Regions from separate parts of the Danio rerio genome. Here region 2 is linked to region 1. The links are chromatin contacts, called in public Hi-C maps. All regions are on one chromosome and are shown on one strand. Each heading gives the region's core, a stretch centred on a gene start, on an enhancer-like site or on the middle of the called end of the contact. The rest is flanking DNA. Distances are from core to core; before and after follow the strand shown. Region 1 overlaps tnrc6c1 (trinucleotide repeat containing adaptor 6C1). Region 2 has its middle 100 kb from the start of tnrc6c1.

Region 1 (7,199 bases), core at 3,145-5,644:
TTTACTGTTTATAAAAAACTTAATATGTTCCCCCAAATTATAATTACACACAACTTTGTACTATGTAAACAAAAAGACATCTGTAGAGTTATTCGATTGATTTCAGTTTTAATAAAAAACTTTGCATTTTTGAAAATTTGGAATCAATTTTATTTTTCTGTTTAAATTTTACTAATCTTTGTTTTAACTACAGTTACGCATCTTTTTTAATTTAGTTAAATTTATGTTTATTTAATATTTAGAAATGTATTTAATTACAGAATCACATATTACACAAAATGTACATTTAAAATGTATTTTCTTTTATGGTTTTAGCACAAAATGAAAACAACATGCTCAGCATATATAAGTACGCCACTCGAAAATCAATCTTTTAAAATATTTTTAATAGTAGGCTATACAATAATATATTTGTGCATATAAATAAGATTAGTCATTACTGAAGCCAAATCTGGAACTTATCTAACAAAATATGTTATAGAAAAATATTAAATACAAATAAAAAAAAAAAGAGTAAAAATCAAGAGAAGCTATTTGTTTTTTTAAATGAAATAAAAATTTTGTAGGTTGTAGTTAATTAATATTTTGCTTGAACTTAATTGTATTATCTGTCAGTTTCTAAATATGTAAAAATTATTATTTTAATAAATATAACTGTTTAATAAATCTGTTTTGTTCAAATGCACCAAAAATACATTTCATATATTCACTATATTCATAATTAAAATATAAATTTTCAAAATGGGCAGTTGCACCACATCTTGCTGGTTTTCAGGGATAAATCTCAAGTTGAGACACTGCATTCTGTTCTTTCCACTGCAATTCCATTGTTCCAACTATTAAAAAAGAAAAAAACATATCCTGTGTTACTGGAAACATAAACTGTGACCCAAAGTACAGCACCATATGCTGCCTTATGAATTCATGCCCTGTGCTTGTATGCATCCATGTACAACTAAACAGCAGTGGAACATTGAAGTGAAGAATAGGGGTGCTTGGCTGACATAGCCATTTGTCAGTTGCAAAGATACTTGGTGGGAGTGTAGGGGGAGGAAGCAGCGTGCACGAGGGTCTTATGCAACATCCATCACTCTTGATGTACAAAACCATGCTTGTGCTCATCCATGGCAGCATATGACATCAGAACAGGCAAGAGCAAGACAAGCACCAGAACCAGACAGCAGGGGGCGACTTGAACAGATAATAACAGAACTAAGGCATGACAACAAGGACTTATCTTGTCAGCCAATAAAACAGTGTAAACAGAGCATGTTTCTGTCATAAGATTTCAGACCTATCATTTTTTTTTTATCTCAGAGTTTGAATGTGCATGTGTTCTTTGTAAAATCCATTCTAGCTTGCCTTAAAGCAAAGCAGTCTAATCTTATTTTTAGCTCTTGATGTCATTACTTTTGGAAAGCTGAGAGTTTTAAAGCATTTGAATATGAGGAAATCCTCATTATCATTTCTAAAGCTAGACTCTCTCAGCTCAACTTCATTTCCTGGTCACAACATTGTTGGCGTTGGTAGGATGCATGTAAATGTGTGTGGGTGTGACAGGAAAAGAGAATGAGAGAAAGTTTGTGTGGCTGGGACCAGTGCCAGCACTCAGGTCTGTTTGGTGGCTTATTGGGGGAAGAGAACACAGGACTCTCTAAGGCAAACAGGCCTATAATGAGCTGATAATTCCCAGGCAAAGCAGGGCTGCAAGTTGTAAAGTACTCCACAGAACCGCACTGAACCACCCAAACCCAAACACATACACCAGAGCTTAAAGGTGCATTAGGAGATTTTAAAAAATGCTAATGTCAGCCTAATAGGACTGAAAGTCTATGTCAGGGGTGTCCAAACTCAAAGTTTAGTTTCAACCCCATCAGACACACCTAGGCTAGCTAATCAAGATCTTGCTAGGCCTTCTAGAAACATTCATGCAGGTGTGTTGAGGCAAGTTTGGAGCTAAAATCTGCAAGACACTGGCACAATTACTCGTTTCAGCATGGATATCGCAATGTGATTATTCGCAATAGTCACATAGCGAGTATATGCAAAGTTGAGTCTGAATTATATATTATAAGTGTTTTAGTTTGTGTTTTTTGAGCCCTATAACTGTGTGGGGGTTTTAAAAGAATTCAGACACAAGAAAATGTACCATTTGTAACTTAAAAAAAGATGCATTTTACTGAATTGTTTATAAAACAAAGACTATTCAGCATTATTTTACATTTGATTGTTCAATTCCTGTATACCTGAATACATCTCTACTCTTCGGAATACAATAAAGCGCTGTTTATTTAATTAGCATACTTTTAATTTTTTATTTCTCTATGCTTGTATATTGTTTATTATATTATATGCATTTCCCTACAGAATCTAAAATTACAGATTCTTTACAATCATTTATTCAAGTCATCTATTCATATTGCAATATATATCGCAGAATTAAAAAAATATCACAATGTGTAATTTTTCCAATATCGTGCTGCCCTAATGCGCACACTAGACAACATCACTGCAATACATCACGTAACATTCACCAGAGAGAAAACTAATAGTATAGTTATTAATTACAAAATTAAACTTTAAAAAAGTAGATTGATGTTTGCCTGCCATTCTTTGTCTGAACAGTGTCTATGAATGAGCAGATAGTGTAATCTTTTCTGCGTAAACAGGGTGCGCAGAGGTACGCAAGTACATATTTTGGTTCAGACCGCACATTTTGATTGGATAAACTTGGTCCTACACCTTGAACAGATATTAAAATGCATATAAATACATTTAAACCACATATATGAATAATTGCTATCAGGATGTGAAGAGACTTTCTACTTTACAGCCACACCTGATCTCAGGTCAAGTTGCATTACAAGTTGCACTACATTGACAATGATTGGAAGCTGCACCAGAGATACCTTCAGATGGCATATTTTCCACTACATTAAAATTCTTATTTACATGAGAAGATGCAATAAATGCAAATATACTTTTAATACTTTTAATATGAAAAAAAACACTAAAATTTATTTTGTTTACAAAATGCAAGTTATTTATTTTTACTTTCTTTTTTTATAAGAAGTGACTTAGTTTTACACTGTGTTTTCATTTCAGTGATTCAACACGGATGTTTAATAAATAATCATAGAAAGTAGATAGTGTGTTTCCTTCAGTTATATAAAAATCAAGTAATGCTTCATTCAGAAATGTCTCAGTTGTAATATGTGAGCATATTTGCTGTACAAAAGCTGTCAGTGAAATATGACGGCAAAAAAAAAAAAAATAAATAAATAAATAAATAAATAAATAATTAAATTCATTAACCATAATCCAGGTAAAATGTTTGATTGATTGAGATTTAGATTTTAGGCCAAATCTCCTAGCCCTACTCTGAACACAATTACATATTGCACTTTTAAAGGTGAAAAATGCGATTCAAGAGCTTGCCTTTGACAGCATCAAACTAAACTGCAAAATACTGACTCAAGACAACCATATATACCCCATAATCCCCTAATACTGCAAGCTGGAGTACTAAAAGAAACTGAACAATGTTGACAGATATTTCTATCTGATGAATCAGACCACAGAGATCCAAAAGAGTCACCTGTGACTATAAGAGGCTGAGATGGTTCCCTAGTACATATGTCAGTAATAGAAATAACACTCAATCAGGCACTATGGATTCTATCTAACTTTAACTATAGCCAAAAGCAAAATAAGACACCAAGTTGTTTTTGACATGTTTTCCCATTGAAGTTTGGAGACAGTAAGACTAATTTCTGAAATAAATACTTTCCTTTATTAAGGATTCAATAAACTGAAAGTTTGGACTTTTTTATATATTAAATAGTCAAACTTTTATTAATAATATGAAATACTATGCTATAATTTATTTAAAATTTTTTTAAACACTCTTCTTTAAAAAAAATCTAATTTCAAGGTATTCTGTAAAAGAATTAATTATGGCTTTAATGGGTTTCATTAAAATGATTTCTAAAAGATGGGGTGACATTGAAGGATGTAGCATTAATTGCTGCTTAAAGTTTGCTTATCTAAGAAACACTCATTTTTTCAATACACTTTAATAGAAAGTCTTTATTTAAAACTGAAATTTACTTCAATATTGACATTTTCACTGTATTCAATAATAAAAAATGCTACTCTTTCAGAAATCACTTGGAAGTGGGGCATCAGGCCATGCGAAAAAGTTAAAAACCATTGATTTCTGATGATAGGTTGAAAATAATTTCCGTCCCACGGGCCATTTTACATTAGATAGCCATGCGATGACTGTAGGAAAGATGGGGGGAGCAAAAGTGACAAGCTAAATGAATACAGCCTCTGTGTTGCTGTTGCTGGCTTAAAGCTGAGCTATGGGCCATTCGGCTACATTCCAGCGGCTTCCTGTAAAAACACACACACAGAGAAAGCTGGGAGCTCTTATTACTCGCTAGGCAATGTGCGTTAAGTAACATCCAGCGGAACCACAGCTCAGTGCACGTGCCGGCTCAAAACATACACAAAAGCCAACTCAACAAGGAGAGGCAGCAGGCGGCAGGCAGCAGGAAAAGGAATGGAAGCATAGGTAGGTTTTAAAACCATCAATATACATTCTGGGACTGCCATAAATGCAATGCTGTCTTAAAATTAGGGCAAAACATATTATTTTATTAAGTATTATTATTATAATAATATTAATAATATGATAAGTATCCAGACTAAGTTATGCAATTACATCTGCTCCTATATATTGCACTGTAGTGTATAGGAATGCAACGATTATAGATTTTGCTTGTACATTGTACACTTGTATTTTAGTCTAGGAACATTACCACAACAGTTACCACAATAATTATGCATTCATTCATTTCAAAACACTACTAATCTAGAAAATTACATGAAAACTTTTATATTTTAGAGTTATTTATTGATGCTCAGTAACCAATTCAAACAGCATAAAATAATAATAAAAACAAACAGTAGTCCATTTCTCTTTAGAGTTAAAAAAAAAAAAATTTTTTTGCATTTAAAAAAACCCCAATAATTTTACACTAAAAATAAATGAAAGAACATAGAATAAAAAAAGGAATTAATAAAAATAAGAATAAATAATAGAATAGAATAATAATTGAAATGTGTATATTTTATGCAAAGTATGAAGCTAATTGGTCAGTTCTTGTCATGTGACTCACGTTGCGCTCGCAGCATACTTTCAAATACATGCACTTGGGAACGCATCGCTCCCAATATGCACCTCCATTGGAAATAGTAAACTTGTGCGCGCAAAAGACTTAATATGTGATCGGCCCTTAGTTAAAAGCATCAGCCATAGTTAATCCAATGTGTGTACGTATTAGTCAGTGTACAAGCTTACTAGCACACAGTTTGAATAACTTTATTTAGTTGCAGCAGTTTTGTTCCGTGCAGAAACGTGGTGTTAAAAAAAAGCCTTTACGATTAATTAACCATGACAAATTAAAGCGTGGTTAATAGTGAAATCGGTTAATCGTTGCATTCCTAATAGCGTAGGCAAACATACTGTACAAACACAGTTTATACACAAGGTTTAAAATGTTAAACCCAGTAAGTTAAGGTAACTCAAAACCGATTGAAACAAACCATTTAAAATTTAAAAACTAATCCTAATGAGTACTGTGAACTTAATCCATTTGAATAAATGAAGCAATTCGAGCATTGTAAAACCCAATAAATGAAGAGAACTCAAACCAACTGAGTACTGTAAAACCAAATAAGTTAAGGCAACTCAAAACTAAGAAAACCGATTTCTACAAACCATTTGACTTCAAAAGCTAAGAGTACGGTGAACTTACTCTATTTAAGTTGAAGTAATGAGGTATTTAATTAACTCATCACCTTCAACACTGAGTTTAAAAGTCTTTTTAAATGAGTTAACTTTCAGTAAATGGAGTTAACTACACTCATTTCATTTGATAAAGTTGACCACTGGGTTTTACAGTGTACACATAACCTTTTTTGCACATAACGCATAGCATTCACTATATTTGTTTTCATAGAATTTAATATGAGCACTGTTTTACTAGATAAAATTAGACAGTCAGTGTAAAAAAAAAAGTCTTTTCATCCATATATTATTTTTAAAAAAATATATAACATAAATAGCAAAAAAATTGGCCCTTCTGCCAGCCATATTTACAAACTGCATTGCCAAATAATAAGAATATTCAACAACAATAATAATAATAACAGTAATATTAATAGTAATTATGATAAATAAAATAAAAAGATTTCTGCAAACAAAAAAAGTTTTATACAGACTCAATTACTCAGTCTTTTATGAGGTTGTGTAGTAAATAAGTAATACAAAAACAAAAAACTGAAACAACCAGTAACAGTAACTAGAATACATAAACTAAGCGTTCGATACAATTAAAAGAACAGACCTAATTCAAGAAGTGGACAACAGCAGTCACACTGCATTATTTCGGTTCATTAAGTCTCACTCGAAAGAAGTGGCTGATAGAAGCCATTTGTTTGGGAATCCGGAAATCAGACTACAATACCTGTGATGTAAGGTTTTTACAAAGTACGAGCACAGGCAAGTGCCACTCATGTTGAATTGAAACAATTTAAATAATGTGATTTTTCTGCCAAGTATTTCAGTCACATCAAGTGTGCATAATGATGGGAAAAATGGCTTAGCAAGATAAGTTACTAGATTTTTGAACTTGGTCTTGCTACTAACCAAAACTAAAGAATGATTCCTTCAACTTATAAACAAGAGCCAATTGATACTTTGGGAAGAGAATTAAAAACAGTCCACAAGCCAGCCCATATATCTGCCATGCCAATCAGGAGACTCCTTCTGAATCACGCACATTTACTGTAAGCTGTGAATCACCCCAGCCCACAGAGCTGATCGTCTGCCATCTCTCCTTTTTCCTCTCAAACTCATTCTTTCGCTCCGCCACTGCGATCGACAAGCCACAGACACACAGCCGAAGACTGCCAAGTCCACGTACAAACTACAAGTCTTGGCACACCCATACGCCTCCAAACACAGGAAGTAGCAAAGCACAGCTCAGCAAGGGCGCTTCTCTCCACCTTGCTTTCTTTGCCTGCAAAAGCAAGGCAGCAGAAAAAAAACAGCATCCACGACTATTGCACATTCACACATGAGTGAGCTCAAACAAAACTACATAACAAAAGCACACTGATTAAATGTC
Region 2 (7,199 bases), core at 2,833-5,332, 160 kb after region 1:
GTTCGGTTCTAAAATAGAGGTGTGTTAAGGTGCATTGTTGGCGCACTGCTATTAAGAAACTGAAACATCATGTGCCTTAAATGCGTACACATTGCTTAATACAATGAGGATGTACAGCAATATGGAAATATCTTTACATATAAAAAAATTTAAGGATTAAAATATTACAAAAAATACTTTTTTGTACATGAATATAAAAACCACTGCCTCCATGCCGTCTTCATCTCAGGGAGCTTTTTTCAGTTTATTCATGACAGTTTGCTTTTGTATAATGTTATTATAATTAGCAGTATGATTTATTATATGCATGTTTATATTTGTTAATAAAAACAAGCTTAGATTTTTCAATCTGTCGAGTTTCAGACCATAGGACGTTTGTTTGGATATAACTCTTGGATATAATTTTGACCACACTTCATAATTATTGTTCATTTATTAGTTTGCTGGAAATTAGAACTGAATTTAGAAATAGTTTTGAAACAAATCTTTGAGCTTAACAAACAAAATTAAATATGTAGGCTAATGGATGTTTTCAGTGGAGTGCGTACAACACCTTTTCCTTTTCCATGAAAGTAAAAGAGCAAAGAGTAGAAGTAAAGAGAAAGTAAAGCAGCTTGTTCTTTATCTTTTTGCTGCAGATGGTCTGTTTATCTGCTTTTTTGCTAGTGAAGCATTCATTTCCCACTTACAAAGTCCAATGTGCCAAGGCGGGTTGCAATAGACTCTTTAAGGGAATGAGAGATGAGACTCTAAATGGTTTAATGCACATTATTCTCAAAACCCACCCATAACTCATTAAGAGAATAAGCACAAACCTGTTAGATCATGCGTCAGGGTGGAAAAAACGTCTTTTTCCGTCCTTAAAATAGCAAAAGTGGATTTGGACACGCCCTTAATGCTTTTGTGCTATGTACCTTAGACCTTGCACCTATCATTAAAATAGAGCCCATAGTTTTTGACTGAAGAATGCTGTACTTATTTTTTTCTTTTTTTAAAGTAAAAGGTAAGTACCTATCAGCAAAATAACGGCATGGAATGAAATACATCAGATTTTATGAAAATATAGCCCCATACGAAAGAAAAAAGCTAAAGGTTCATGCATACAGTTAAAAGAAATAAAGTGATGATGATGATGAAAGATAAAATGAAAGCTCTTCGCCATAAAGCAGAAAACTAAATCTAAAAATAATTTCCTTTGACTACAAGTGTTTTCGCCTTGAACTGCTTTTCAGTGGAAGTCTGTAGTGTAATTGCACAATTTTCAGAATAGAAACACTGATATTATGGAGATATTATTTCACTAGACCTGACATTTAATAGCTCCAGGTTGAAGTACTTATTTTCCATTTTAAACTGTCTTTTGAAGACATACAGTAACATGCATATATATATTTTTAATCATTACGGTTCAGTGGGAAGCGAGACGTGCCAGGAAAACGTACATTTGAGATGTGAAGATGCTAAAAATACATATGAATTTCAAGAATATCTGGAGGCAAAGTCCTTATCTGTTAATGTGGGAGAAATAGACGTCTTGACATTTCTCATTTTAATTGATCCCTTTTTCTCGTTCACTACCTTCCGCAAATTTACTGGGAGTAGATTTCTCAAAGACACACTTGCGGTCTGCGGTTTCTCCACAGACACCCTGATGAGACTTTCCATATCCGGCCAGTTAACGAAACAAGATTACGCATGGAGACTCAATTATTACATTCAAAGCAGAGCAGGTTAAACACACAAATCACTGCAGTGAAATTCACCTCATGCTGTAAGTATAACACGTCTACAAAAATTAAGGACAGAAAACATTCAAAATGCTATTAATATTTTAAATGTTACTCTTGTTACACTTGATTTGTGTCATTAGATTTCAATTACAATACATTAAAGAGCACCTATGATAAAAATCCTCTTTTGAAAGCTGTTTGGACATATCTGTGTGCAGGTATATTGTTTCCACAGACATATTGGAGTAATATAAAGACAATAAGCCTCCCTTTTTTAAATTTCCTGACGTTAAAGTAGCATCCAAATCCCTTCTGATTTGAGGCCCACAACAATGTGATGTACAGTAGGAGTGCGGTTTCCCCGCCCACTGAATTGATTGACAGACGCATATTAACTTGTCTTTAGTAACCAGGGCCGGAGCAAGCTGAACTGCCGCTCTAGGCAGAGGACGATCATGCCGCCCTCAACCCCAATGTGAAAACAAAAGTGACCGTTTATGAAAATGAAGTGAGGTGTCGCGGACCTCGTTTCCAGCGCACTATGCGTGGATATAACTGAGGACCCGCGGGTGCTGAGGGAGGGAGGTGTTGCGGACACTGCGCTCTCTATTCTGCCGCCCTATATATGCGCGGATATAACTGAGGATGCACGGGTGTCGCGTACCTCAATTCTGCCGCCCTATGCGCGGATATAACTGAGGACACGCGGGTGCTGATGAAGGTGTCGCTGACGCCGCCCTCTCTATTCTGTCATCTATGTGCGAATATATCTGAGGACGCGGGTGGTGAGGGATGTGTCGCGGACATAACTGAGAACGCGGGTGGTAAGGGAGGTGTCACGGATGCCACCCTCCCTATACTGCCGCCCTAGGCGGCCGCCTAGGTCGCCTCTATGGACGCGCCCGCCCTGTTAGTAACACATATAATCATATCAACAAGACAGGGCGTGTGCAAAGCAACTGGGATTAAAAGATCTGTTCAGCTCTCTGTGATCATCAAAAATGATCAAGAATGAGTTTTAAAAGTTTAAAACGTTTTTAAAATAGTACATGTCTGTAAGGAAGAAAAGTCAGTAAAACTGCTGTAATTCATCACATCAGCCGCTTGTCAGTAATATTATAAATGACGATGCTTCATTCCTGATTTTTGGACGTTTGTCCAGGTTTACTTTGTACATTAACTTAATGTGAACGTTGTACTGACATTGCTGTGAATCATCGTTGCAGAAAGGCTTGAATTAACTCCACAACAAATACATCAAATAATAATTGGAAAAGTTCTTACTGTAGTTTTTTCTCACAAGCGTTACATGAGATCTGCTTCCTTCATGTCTGTCACTGTGCTGTTTATCTGACTCAGCCAAAGCGGAGATTGAGGCACACTCTGACCGGCACGTGGGAACGATGTCCGGGGTGAACTAACATAAAAGGCACAGGCAAAAAAAAAAAAAAAAAAAAAAAAAAAGCTGAAAATCCCAATATTCTGAAAGGTATAATAAATATTCTGACGGGTGTTTTGAGCTGAAACTTTACAGACACATTCTGGAGACAAAATATTTATCTTAAATCTTGAAAAAGGTATAAAATAGGTGCCCTTTAAACAGAAATTCTCAAAATGATTTTTTTTTTCGCCTCCATTGAGGCATTGACTACTATAATATATAATTTGCTTGATTTTATTCAACGTTTTCCTGGCTGTTCACAGTATTGTTCAAATTATGGAGTAATAAAAATATATTCAAAATAACCTTGCTAAAAACCTTAATTTTAAAATAATATGTAATAAGAAATATAAACAAAGAAACAGTTTAGACACCTGACTTAATTCAACGTTCAGAATTTTGTGTTTTAAATGTATGCAATGCATATTTCATGGAACAATATCTCATTTGCATATACAAACATAATATTTAAGAAAAAAAACATAATAAAAACAAAATGTTTGCAATGTTTTATGTAATCAATCAGTTATGAAAGCATGACATTACATTTTTCTCTGAAGTGTCATACCTTCATATTAATACAGCTAAATTTAAGCGGCTTTACAGAAAATCACAGTATGCAAAGTGAAGAAGCTATATTTGTTGCAGTGAGATTCTGATTTCTTCCACACAAATGCAAAAAGCAGTGAGCGCCAGCACATCTGCAGGGCCACTGATGAAAACTAAACATGGCTTGAAGTAGAACTGGCCCCTGGGACCCTTCCTCCTCTCGCTCTTCCCCATCTCCGGCTTTGTGTTCGCCGCTATCTAATTTTGGTCAGGATGCAAGAGCGAGGCGCTACACTGATTTCCATCAGCGCACAGGAATATAACCTCCTTGTTGCCTGGGCAACCTGCATTTGCTTTAGCAGCGTTTTTGCATATTGCTGCAGATTTTTTCCATTAGCAAGGCAGTGGTAAACAGGAGAGGAGGATCAGGCTGGAGGGGGGAGTGAGAGAGAAAGAGACTGACGGCAAGACACATGAGGGGCAGCACTGGTAGAAAGAGGTTTTCAGCTTGCACCTTGGCATAACATTTGTGGCAAAAGACACTGACCATTTATTAATCAATGAGGAGATCTCATGAAAGCTCTCAAGGACTCAAGGAACTCCAGATACATTTATTTAAAGAGATTTAAAAATTTTTTAAAAATATTTTACATTATATAAACAGTTAAAGTCAGAATTATATTTTAAATATTTCTCAAATGATGTTTAACAGAACAAGTAAATTTTAACAGTATGTCTGATAATATTCTTTCTTCTGGAGAAAGTCTTATTTGTTTTACTTCGGCTAGAATAAAAGTATTTAAAAAAAATTCAAATGACAAAACTTTTAGCCCCTTTAGGCTATTTTTTCGATAGTCTACAGAACAAACTATCATTATACAATAACTTGCCTAATTACCCTAACCTGCCTAGTTAACCTAATTAACCTAGTTAAGCCTTTAAGTGTCACTTTAAGCTGTATAGAAGTGTCTTGAAAACATCTAGTCAAATAATATTTACTGTCATCATGACAAAAATAAAATAAATCAGTTATTAGAAATTAGTTATTAAAACTATTATGTTTAGAAATGTGTTGAAAAAAATCTTCCTGTTAAACAGAAATTGGGAAAAAAATAATAAACATGGGGGTGAATAATTCTGACCTCAACTGTATATATACACATATACATATGAAAGCTCTCATCCTCTTCCCCTCATTTTTACATTATAAAAACATATCAAAGTAAATTATCTTGATGCACAATATCCATTTAATTTAAAAAATAAAAATAAACAATAATAATTCTGAATATTTTATAATAATAGTAATGATAATATTATAGAAAAACACTTAGGTATTTTTTTATCTTTTATTTTATTTCATTTTAACACAATATATTTAATACTCCTTAAAAACAATAACATGAATATTAATAAAGAAAAATTAAGCTTTTTTAATTATTTTTTATTTATTTAGTATTTAATTTCATGGTAAAGTTTTTCAGAAAGACTAATTAAACTTCAAAACATTAATAATAATAATAATAATAATAATAATAATAATAATAATAATAATAATAATAATAAATAAATAATAACAGAAAGAACAAACAAAAAAAATGTTTAAAAATTATCTGGATATACTGCAGTAATGTTGAATTGTTATGAAATAATAACATTGCATAAACAGAGCCAACATTTGAATTTCATGTTTGTTAAACATGAAATGCTTTCGACTAAATATAACTCAATGCAGACAAGCATTTGTGACACACACACTCAGAATAAATACCAGGCATAAAGCCACCACATTTTACTTGATTGTGTGTCATCTGTGTGCATCACACTCATAAAGAGCATCAGATGTACAGGACCAACCACTCCATCGTTTCTCACATACTTTGATGCATCAAACGGTGCTACATACAGCAAATAAAGTTTCCTCTCGTCAACGAATGGCAAGAGAATTAAACAAATGCCTCACTGTTGACCTCCGACCCTCCGCCAAGGGCTTTGGGAGTTATAGAGGTTATAGTTTAATGCCAAATGGGGGAGTTAGCGTGGGTTAACGGGACAGAGGTTAACCCGCAGATCTCTCTCCACTCCCCACCGCATGCAGAGAGCAGCCGAGGAGAAAATGAATTCCTCAGTACCTGATTATACTATTAGTCTCAGCGCAGACGTGTCCGTCCAATGTCCCACATCAGCACTTTCACCATACGGGACAGTAATGGCCATAGACATCGAATGAGATAAAGACAGGCTTCTGCAATATGCCTGCAAAAGGGCAATTTACCTGGAGGAAGCCCCTTCCACCTCTCTCTTTTACAAGCGTTAGGACTCCTCATCGCCCCCTCCTCTCTTTTATTCATCCCAAACTCATTCCCCAGCCGTCCTGCAGTCACGCATCACTGACGGCACCTGATTGAATACATCAAACAATCTCTCCAAACGCTCCATATTTCACACAGACAGAGCAAAATGAAGAAATAAAACACAGAAAGAGATAGAGACGGTGTGGAGGTTAAGGAGCTGCTGCCATTCCAAACGTCCACTTGATGCCGAGATGGAATATATACGCTCGTTCAGAAAACGAATGACTGGTTTTATGGATCATGATGTTGGGCAGCTCTTGCAAGGCTAGGATTGGCCGGTTGCGTCTTAGATGTAAAGTTATAAAGCCACTGGCAGACCGGACAGCAGATGATATATGAGAAATGTGATTCAACGAAGCCTTCATCTCTCTGTGAACGGATGAAAATAGCACGATCGACATAAATAAGAGCTGTGGTGAGTGAAAGGCGTGCATGCCACGGACAAATGTATATTTCAGATTTAAATTTATGCTGAATATGGATTGAAATCACGAGTGAGTGTAGTGCACAACAAAATAGTTGAGAGGAGCACCAGAGTCATGGCATCAGGTGTACACAAACACCTCTCAGACTGCAGACAGAGGGCGGTGCAGCTTTACTCAGACACTTGCGGACTGAACGAGATCATGATAAATGAGTGAGCCGCTCTCATTAATGCAGATAATTAACTCCAGTGGAGCAACAGCAGGCATGCACACACACACACACACCATAACAACATCCTGGCCGAAAAGAAGGAAACAGGCCACTGACTCCACTGACACAAGATGGAAATTATCTCCTGTGACACATAATTGATTTTCAGGAAAAAAAAGCAACACTGACAAAATTGAGTTGCATAATTCCAGATGGTTTGTTTGGGGTCTGAAAGAGACAGTTTATTAGTTCAAAACAACCATTAAATGGATGGACGGATAGACTAAATAGATAGACACCTTTTTAATGGTCATTTGTTTCAGATAGAAGGTCCCAGATTTAGAATAAGTTACTTGGAAAATCTGTCCTACATTTAAAATCAATACAGTAGCGAAAAATGACTTCCCTTGCATCAGATTGTATGTTTTCCTGCCGTTGGTTGTTGGACTCATGAAAAATAATTGTTTGCAATGGCCAAAACTGATAAGC

What was found. Hi-C and Micro-C count contacts between places; a contact is called where the count stands out from the background.
Region 2: a Hi-C map of embryo shows a contact between it and region 1, with 2.6 times the contacts expected there. The contact joins two enhancer-like sites. A contact is called at or near these places in 6 of 18 Hi-C or Micro-C datasets (caudal fin, embryo, fibroblasts and 2 more) and 1 of 4 datasets of contacts at active chromatin or transcription factors (caudal fin).

What each region holds. Positions count from the first base shown.
Region 1 is chr3:33,135,862-33,143,060 of GRCz12tu, forward strand. All of the region lies in intron 3 of tnrc6c1 (trinucleotide repeat containing adaptor 6C1), which reads right to left. Among named protein-coding and RNA genes, the nearest start is that of znf207a, 52 kb to the left of the region's middle. Within about 2 kb of position 4,395, at least 23 of the 62 cell types and tissues checked have an H3K27ac peak or open chromatin away from gene starts, as enhancers often do.
Region 2 is chr3:33,292,594-33,299,792 of GRCz12tu, forward strand. No RefSeq gene overlaps it. Among named protein-coding and RNA genes, the nearest start is that of tnrc6c1, 100 kb to the left of the region's middle. Within about 2 kb of position 4,083, at least 4 of the 62 cell types and tissues checked have an H3K27ac peak or open chromatin away from gene starts, as enhancers often do.